Regions from separate parts of the Zea mays genome. Here region 1 is linked to region 2. A link is a contact called in public Hi-C data. All regions are on one chromosome and are shown on one strand. The core of a region is the stretch at or near the end of the contact, and the rest is flanking DNA. Distances in the headings are between cores, read along the strand shown. Region 1 holds the start of LOC100217250 (ATP-dependent protease La (LON) domain protein). Region 2 holds the start of LOC103636168 (serine/threonine-protein kinase).

Region 1 (4,148 bases), core at 567-3,066, 310 kb before region 2:
GTGGTTTTGGGCATTGAGATACACATTATTCATGATTATACTTTTGTTAGCTGTTGTTATTTACTGTTCATGTCAAGATCATTAATGTTAATTGGAACATAGAGCTTAACTTGAGAAACACGTGCCACCACAAGGGTTTATGGACGCCCTTGGCTGATTAATTAGGAAAGCTAGTGGAGGACTACCTTACCCGAAAGGGGCAAGGGCAGTAGGGGAGTGGTCAGTGTAGGGAGGTCCTTGGTTGATTTTGCTGCGATGGCGGTCAGGCAAGAACCCTGCATTGGAGCTTCCCATAAACTGTAGCGGGTTTTCTGAAGCTAGTGGAACTTTGTAAAGGCCTCGTAGTGTTACCCTGCCTCGCCTCCTCGGTAGAGGTGTATGGGAAGTCGCGATCCCTTGGCAGATGGGTAACATGACTTGTGGGTAAAGGGTACCACCTCTGCAGAGTGTAAAACTGGTATACTAGCCGAGCTCACGGTCATGAGCAGCTCAGGACTCTCTGATGATTAATTTATGGAACTAAATTCAATTTGTCATATGCATTGCATCGCAGGTGATGTTGTTACTTTTGTTCTACTACTTAATTGGGTTTGGTATTTACTTATACTTACTAATTGCTAATAAAATTTTGACCAACTTTAAAAGCAATGCTCAGCTCTAACCATCCTCTTTGGTAAGCCTTACACTTCACGTGAACTCCCACCTTTGGTGAGTTCATGCACATTTGTCGGGGACCATAATTAGGGGTACCCTCAAGACGCCTAATTCTCAGCTGGTAACCCCCATCAGCATAAAGCTGCAAAGGCCTGATGGGTACGATTAAGTCAGGGATCAGTCCACACGAGTGACTCGATCACGCTTCACCCCGAGCCTAGCCTCGGCCAAGGGCAGCCGACCTCGAGAGACTTCCGTCTCGCCCGAGGCCCCCCTTTTTACGGCGGACACATCACCGGCTCGCCCGAGGCCTGCACGCCACCATAGATTGACAAGAGGAGTCCGAGGAGATGTATCGTCACGAGCAGGTCAACCGCTCAAATAGCTGTGTGCATATGTTTATAAAGTACATTTTTTCTAACAAATTGTAAAAGATAAGGAGGGTTCGACCAGATCTCAGCTGCGGCGAGCGTCATAGCTCGCCACTACATGCATCTACTTGTAGGTCCGCTTGTGTACGGTAGAGGTGGGTTGGTATGCGTTGTGATGTGAGTGTGTGCATAGTTGTACATAAACAGATACTTGTATGTAAGTGAGAGACAATAAAAAAAGTATATATGTTTTTTGCAGACGCTTTAATAAGTGAGAAGGAGTGGGGGGCAAAAAAGCGGTGAGCGATAGATAGTTGGAGTCGTCGTGTCTGTGATAGAAGATCGCTGTCTGGAAAACGGAATCCCGCTGCGAATAAAAGAAGTGATCGACCATTTGAAGCAACGAACAAAGGATCTTAGGGCGAACAAATTGGTTCATCTCTATAAATTATAACTATAGCAGTTTAAACTGCCAGTTTTTATCTGAACCGAACGGACAGACAGGTGTTCCAAACGCCACCACGGACCACGCCAGGCCGGCCGGCCGGCGCGCCAAGAGAGAGAGAGAGGTGGCCCAGGTGGGCGTGGCACCCTGTTTTAGTTTTCGCCGACGTTTTGTCACTGCCGCTACGCTAGGCGACAAGCAGAGATAAGATAACCCATCCAATCCTATCCTACTACGGTGGGGACCACCGCCAGCTGCTGCCCCCTCCGTACTTTGCTTGCGATTGGAGAATTTACTAGCATTTGGGATGTATAAAAGTGCGAGCCTCTATCTATCTACTAGTACTATAGATTATTATTATTATCATAGGGGTCGGATCCTCCTCTGCTCTTATCCACTCGCCTACTACCTCCTCTTTCTCCGCCCACCTCCACCCCCTTCCCTGCTCTCTCCCACTACTGCCCCCTTTCGCCGTCTCCCTTCTCCCATCCCTTCCGCCGTTTCTGCCTGCTGCGAACCCGGCGGCAACCGACCTCGATCGTCGCCGTTCGTCCGCCGACCACCGCCAAGGTAACAACACCAGCAACCCCTACCACATCTTCCCCACACCACCGCGTTAGTCCTTTCCTGTCGCCTGCGTGCTTCTGGCCTTCTGCCATGTCCCCGGCAAACCTCTCTGTTCGACAACGTAACTAAGCCACGTCTCAAAGACCCGCCATCCGCGCGCCTAGTTTTCCAGAGTCCTTTCTGTCGCCGCACATCCGGCATACCCGGAGTTACGAGGAGTACTAGCGGCAGTTTCCATCGATTTTTATTTATTTTTTTAGGATGATAAGCACACCAGACACTTATCTTTTTTTTTTTCCTTCCTTCTTTTTCTCTCAACACCAAGGGTTCTTACACATAAGAGCATCTCCAACAACGTGACCTATAAAAATGCCTTATAATTTAAAAATAAGTAAATTGTATAGAATTTAGGGCACCAATAAAACACCCCGCTCCAACAGTAAAGCCCCAAATCTACATTATAGGGCAGCTCACTACGGTGTAGTATATTTGAGGCACTTGAGAGGGTGCCCTATAGTTTTTTGACAAAATTTGTTGAATTGAGGCACTGTTGGAGTGATTTTTCCTGTGTAGAGCCCTATATTTCAATTTGAGGCACTAGTTTAAGGCATTGTTGGAGATGCTCTAAGTACAGACAGGCTTCCCAACAACTCTACAAACTTTCCATCTCAAACAAACCTTCTGCAATCATATGTGGATAGACATTTCATGGCCTTTTCCCATTTTTTTAGGCCCTCTTTGGAACCTAGATAGCTGTTTAAATTAGATCTTCCAAACACACTCAGCTAATACCTAGCTAATTGTTAGTCACCTCATAATTAGCAATTAGTTTATTAGCCGGTTCAACCTAAATAATAATTTGTTTGCTAGTTACTCTCTCCGTCCACAAGAATTAGTCCTTTAGATTTGTTCTAAATTAATCACTATTAACTTCGACCAGTTACACCGAATATTTCATAAGATTTTATAATACAAACATAACACAAAAGTAAAGGTACTAGATTTATCATGACTCGAACTATTATAATACATAATTATTATAGTTTAAAATATTTTAATCTTATATATATATATATATATATATATATATATATATATATTGTTGTTCAAATAGTGTGACTTAGAATAAATCTAAAACGACTAAATCATGTAGACGGAGAGATATATATTGTTGTTCAAATAGTTTGATTTAGAATAAATCTAAAACGACTAAATCATGTAGACGGAGAGAGTAACTAACATGACCTATCATGCAGCCGCTTCATTAGAGGCCATAATATAACCGCCCTTTAATCTTTCCTCTCTGTCACAGTGTCACTAACTCTTTCACTAAACTCTTATACGCCGTATGCATCTCTCTTGTTTTGTTCTGCGCAGAGGCAGAGTTGATATGGCCCTCAAGACCCCGCACCTCCCATCCAATTTCGCGAGGCGGCCAAGCAGCCACCACAGCTTCAGCCAGTGGCACTCGCCTCCGCACCACCCAAAGCTTCCTCCAAGGCCCGACCCGCAGACAAGAGTTGCCATTGCCACGAAGCCGCCGCCGCCGCCGCATGTCGTCCGCAAGAGGAGCACGACGTCGACGTTGATGAGGTGCAGGGACGGCCTAGGCCTACACGGCTTCACGGACGACGAGGCTGTTCATCAGACCCCGGAACCGGAAGACCACCAGACCACCGAGCTCCCCGTCGTGACGCACCCGTCGGTCGTCTTCCCCGGCGCCACGCTGCAGCTGCACGCGTTCGAGTTCCGGAGCCGCATCATGGCGCACACCCTGCTGCAGCAGGGCCTCAGCTTCGGGGTCGTCTGCCGCGGGGGGGTAGCGGACGTGGGGTGCGTCGTGCACGTCGTGGAGTGCGAGAGGCTCACCGACGGCCGCTTCTTCCTCACCTGCGTGGGCAGGGACCGGTTCCGGGTCGTCGAGACCGTCAGGACGAAGCCCTACGCGGTCGCACGGGTCCAGGTCTTTCGGGACCGTGACCACAGCCACCACCACCACCACCACGACCTGATGCAGCAGGTGGAGCGGCACCTCGGGAACGTGGCCGCGCTCGCGGACAAGCTGGGCCAGAAGCCGCCGCCGCCGCTGCCGTACCGCCAGGGCGACCGGC
Region 2 (4,556 bases), core at 891-3,390:
GGCAGAGGCCAGGGCGGAGTCCGAGCCCTGGGGTCGGGCGAAGCGGAGTTCGTCGTCTTCTGGGGCTGAGCCTGAGTCCGAGCCCTGGGTCGGGCGGAGCGGAGTTCGCCGTCTTCTGGGGCTGAGCCCGAGTCCGAGCCCTGGGTCGGGCGGAGCGGAGTTCGCCGTCTTCCGGGGCTTAGCCCGAGTCCGAGCCCTGGGTCGGGCGGAGCGGAGTTCGCCGTCTTCCGGGGCTTAGCCCGAGTCCGAGCCCTGGGTTGGGCGGAGCGGAGTTTCCTATGGCGCCTTTGGCAGGGCCTGACTGCCTGTCAGTCTCACTCTGTCAAGTGCACTGCAGTCGGAGTGGCGCAGGCGGCGCTGTCCTTCTGTCAGACCGGTCAGTGGAGCGGCAAAGTGACGGCGGTCACTTCGGCTCTGCCGGGGGGCGCGCGTCAGGATAAAGGTGTCAGGCCACCTTTGCGTTAAATGCTCCTGCGACTTGGTCGGTCGGTGCGGCGATTTAGTCAGGGTTGCTTCTTAGCGAAGGCAAGGCCTCGGGCGAGCCGGTGATGTGTCCGCCGTTAAAGGGGGGCCTCGGGCGAGACGGAAATCCCTCGGGGTCGGCTGCCCTTGTCCGAGGCTAGGCTCGGACGAGGCGTGATCGAGTCGCTCGTATGGACTGATCCCTGACTTAATCGCACCCATTAGGCCTCTGCAGCTTTATGCTGATGGGGGTTACCAGCTGAGAATTAGGCGTCTTGAGGGTACCCCTAATTATGGTCCCCGACAAATATATAGGGGCAGAATATAATGCTGTTGTGGTGTGTAATAATTTGGTGCATAGTGTGCAACAGTAGTTTCTGAGTATGTGTATCCGGTTTGTCATGTGATAAATCCAAACTGGCCGGTTGTGTTCGCTAATATTAGGGCACCACGCGGTGGTCCTGGTGCATCCTCGGACTGTCCGGCACGGAAAGACGGAGGGTCCGCGTAAGGGCCGGACTGTCCTGGCAAAAGCTCGGACGGTCCGACCGTGTCTAGGGGCGTCGATCTGTCAAGCAGGGACGACAGTGGTGGTATTTGCCCTGGATATTAGTTCATCGGCATACCATATAATGGTTGGGGCTGCGAATCCATATTTGTTGCCGATGTATTAGATATCGATATCCTATTACTAGTTTCATATGATGGAAAACTAGGAGCAATAGACTTCTCCAACGCACGTGTTAATTTTCTAATTGATTATTCTAACCCGCCAATATGTTGTTTCATTTGATTATGTTGCTGATCTACATAATGTTTAATAGATTGGATGTCGTGGGGTTTTCTTACGTTGGGGACTTGAAGCGAAGATAAAAGAGATGCAACGTCGGTCTCTCCATATTTGACAACCTTCTGCTGGCGATCCACCGTGTATTGTGACAAGAATTTCTCCTTCGCTTGACGCATGTAGTCTTCGTATTGAAGTTGTCCCTCAGCCGTCAGACTTTCAACAACCGACTTTAGGATATTGTCCGAGGAAATATCGATGTGATCTTTAGAACCGACCATTTGAGGCCTGATTTTAGTAGATACCGGTGTGTCTTGGTGTCGGTAGGCCGCCCGAGACGCCTCTAGTCGACGTAGAGCCGAAGAGAGGTGAAGGTTTGAGGTAGAGGATGCTAAACTTGGGCTAAACTAGAGTTACTTCTAATGTATAAAGTAAAAACGATAAGTATAATTGATTGGATCGATTTTAGGGGTTTTATCGGTCGTAGCCCTTCATCTATATAAAGAGGGAGGTTTGTACCCGTTACAAGTCGGTTCCCGAGTCAATTCCGCAGGTTTAGCTAACAAATCTTGCAAGAAATCCGAAGCCATAATCGATTCTGCGCTGCTACGACGGATAGTCCGAACCGCGGGCCTGGACTGTCCACAAGGATATTTTCAGTGTTCAACAAATCGGATGGGTTTTTTTTATCCGTGTGCGCATCTCTATTTTTTTTTTTTTGAACAACATGAAAGCTAGCTACTATGTATCGGCAGCCAAAAAGGAAAAAAAAAAGTGTTGTGAAATTGAGGAAAAGACAGGAAGAAAGGAAATCGAAGCATAGGAAAACTGGAAATCCACGGCTGGGAGGGCCGGTGGGGCGCACATATGCATGCGATCGAGGCGTTGAGCTGTCAAGTCAGCGGTCAGCGCGGCGATATGTCTTCTGTCTGCTGTGGACTGGAACGGAAAGCCGATCGGCTCAACCAACGCGCCATCCATTTTACTCGGCATGGTTTTGGTTGGTAGGTAGCTATGCTTCACCGCGGGCCGAGCCGGCCTCTACAAATACTCATCCATGTGCTTCTCATTTCCTCGGCCACCACCACCACACAACACCCACACGCGCGCCGCGCCTACTCGACGACCTAGATAGCTGCTAGCGAGCCTGTCCATCGATCGGCCTCGTGCTTGAGCTCAAACCTGTTGCATGGTGTGCGTGCGTGGCATAGATAGATAGACAGATCGACGATGGCGAGGTCATCCAACAAGAAGAAGTCGCAGCAGCTGAAGCAGAAGCCGGTGTCGGCGTGGCAGTTCCTGTTCCGCGGGTGCCTGGGCGGGGCCGCGTCCGGGAGCAGGCGGCGGAAGAACAAGGTCCAGCCGCGGTCGTCCACGCAGCAGGGGCGGGCGGCGCCGCCGTCCCCCGCGCCGTCGTCGTCGACGGGGCTGCAGCACCAGCGGCTGTCGCTGACGGACGTGATGAGCACGGCGTCGGACCAGGACCTGTCGGTGTCGCTGGCCGGGTCGAACCTGCATGTGTTCACGGTGGGGGAGCTGAAGGCTGCGACGCAGGGGTTCGTGGACAGCAACTTCCTGGGCGAGGGCGGGTTCGGCCCCGTGTACAGGGGCGCCGTGGCCGAGGGCGCCAAGCCGGGGCTCCGCTCGCAGCAGATCGCCGTCAAGCTGTGGGACCCCGAGGGCACGCAGGGCCACAAGGAGTGGCTGTCGGAGGTCATCTTCCTGGGCCAGCTGCGCCACCCCAACCTCGTCAGGCTCGTCGGCTACTGCAGCGAGGAGGAGCACCGCCTGCTGGTCTACGAGTACATGCCTAAGGGGAGCCTCGAGAACCACCTCTTCAAGAGTGAGTAGTATTACCACGCCCCATCCATCGTCACCTACTCTCAGCAAATTTTATCATTTCCTGTTCAATTTGTCAAACGCGATGGGTGCAATCCATCATCCAGTTCGTTCGTACGACGTGCTCCAGCTAGCCCGCACTAACAACTACAAGTCGTCAACTGATGGTTGGATTAGCATTAGCTAGAGGTGTGGTACACGGCCAAATAAACACTGTTCATTTGAAAGGGCTATCTAGCTAGGAGGGAGTCCGAGCTGGTGGTTGACCGCAACGTTGCATTAAACTGTTGATCCTGTTATGATTTATATGAGTTTGGTCAAAATTGTTAGAGAGATCTGGCTTAAAACAAATGCAAAATGCCATAATTTAAGGATGAATATAATACACAAAAAAAAAACAATCCACTATGTATATGAGCGCGCGCTTGCATTTGGCTGCTGTTATTTAGAATATTCTAAACTTAGGTTTAGACCTTAGTTTTTTAAACCATAATATTTTAAACTGTAGTATTGTCTTGATTAAATTATAATGTAATATTTCAAAAACTATGGTTTTCCAAAACGTTGTTCACGAACAGGGCCTTATGCATATATGCATGCATGCTATCCGGGGACGGGGATGTTGAAAGTTGACAAGCAATGGTATATACTGCAGCTAGCAATCATACTGAATACAATGAATCAATATCGTTAATTACGTATTTGTTTTTATTTGTTAATGCTGAATGGTGCGTGCTTGTCTCTTCTAACTATCATCCGAACGACATCCATGCATCTGTAGTACTATATGTAAATTTAAAATGATTATATTGAACCATGCATGCTTGTAGAATTCATGTTGGTTCATTATATATCTCCAACGGTTTTGTGCTTATGTCCGACGGCTTTGATCCTAGGACTAGAACATTTCGAGCTTTTTTGGTTTACTGCATAACTTGTCACACTTTGCCTAACTTTTCTAACTAAGGTTAGTTCTTCAATTCGGACGACTAACCTTAGGCAAAGTGTGACACAGTTAGCCGTGAACCAAACATGCCCTTCATCTCTTACTGTTGTGATATACACATATTTTTTTATTATGCATGCCATAACAATTAATTAAACGATCTTTATCTTTTGACGTACGTTCTGCAGAGTTCCCGCCCGTTCTGTCGTGGGCAACGCGTCTCAACATCGCGGTGGGCGCCGCCAAGGGGCTCGCCTTTCTTCACGACGCCGAGAAGCCCGTCATCTACCGCGACTTCAAGACATCCAACATTTTGCTCGACCCGGTACGTAATCAATATATATATATAGTATTATATATTCACCTAATACAATTCAGCTAGTTTAGGCCATGTTTGGTTTCTTTAGTCTAGGGACTAAAGTTTAGTAATTAGTGGACTAAAGTTTAGTCCCTAACATGTTTGGTTCTAAAGGCTAAAAATAGTAATAATATATTAAATGACTCATAAGAAGACTAAAATGG

Evidence for each region. Hi-C and Micro-C count contacts between places; a contact is called where the count stands out from the background.
Region 1: a Hi-C map of leaf shows a contact between it and region 2, with 5 times the contacts expected there. The contact joins the promoter of LOC100217250 here to the promoter of LOC103636168 in region 2. A contact is called at or near these places in 2 of 25 Hi-C or Micro-C datasets (bundle sheath and leaf).

Annotation. Positions count from the first base shown.
Region 1 is chr1:71,608,916-71,613,063 of Zm-B73-REFERENCE-NAM-5.0, reverse strand. LOC100217250 (ATP-dependent protease La (LON) domain protein) reads left to right here and starts at 1,816. Exons shown (of 2, transcript NM_001143605.2): 1 at 1,816-2,040; 2 at 3,415-4,148. The coding sequence starts at 3,428.
Region 2 is chr1:71,294,394-71,298,949 of Zm-B73-REFERENCE-NAM-5.0, reverse strand. LOC103636168 (serine/threonine-protein kinase) reads left to right here and starts at 2,140. Exons shown (of 3, transcript XM_008658520.4): 1 at 2,140-3,092; 2 at 4,223-4,359. The coding sequence starts at 2,480.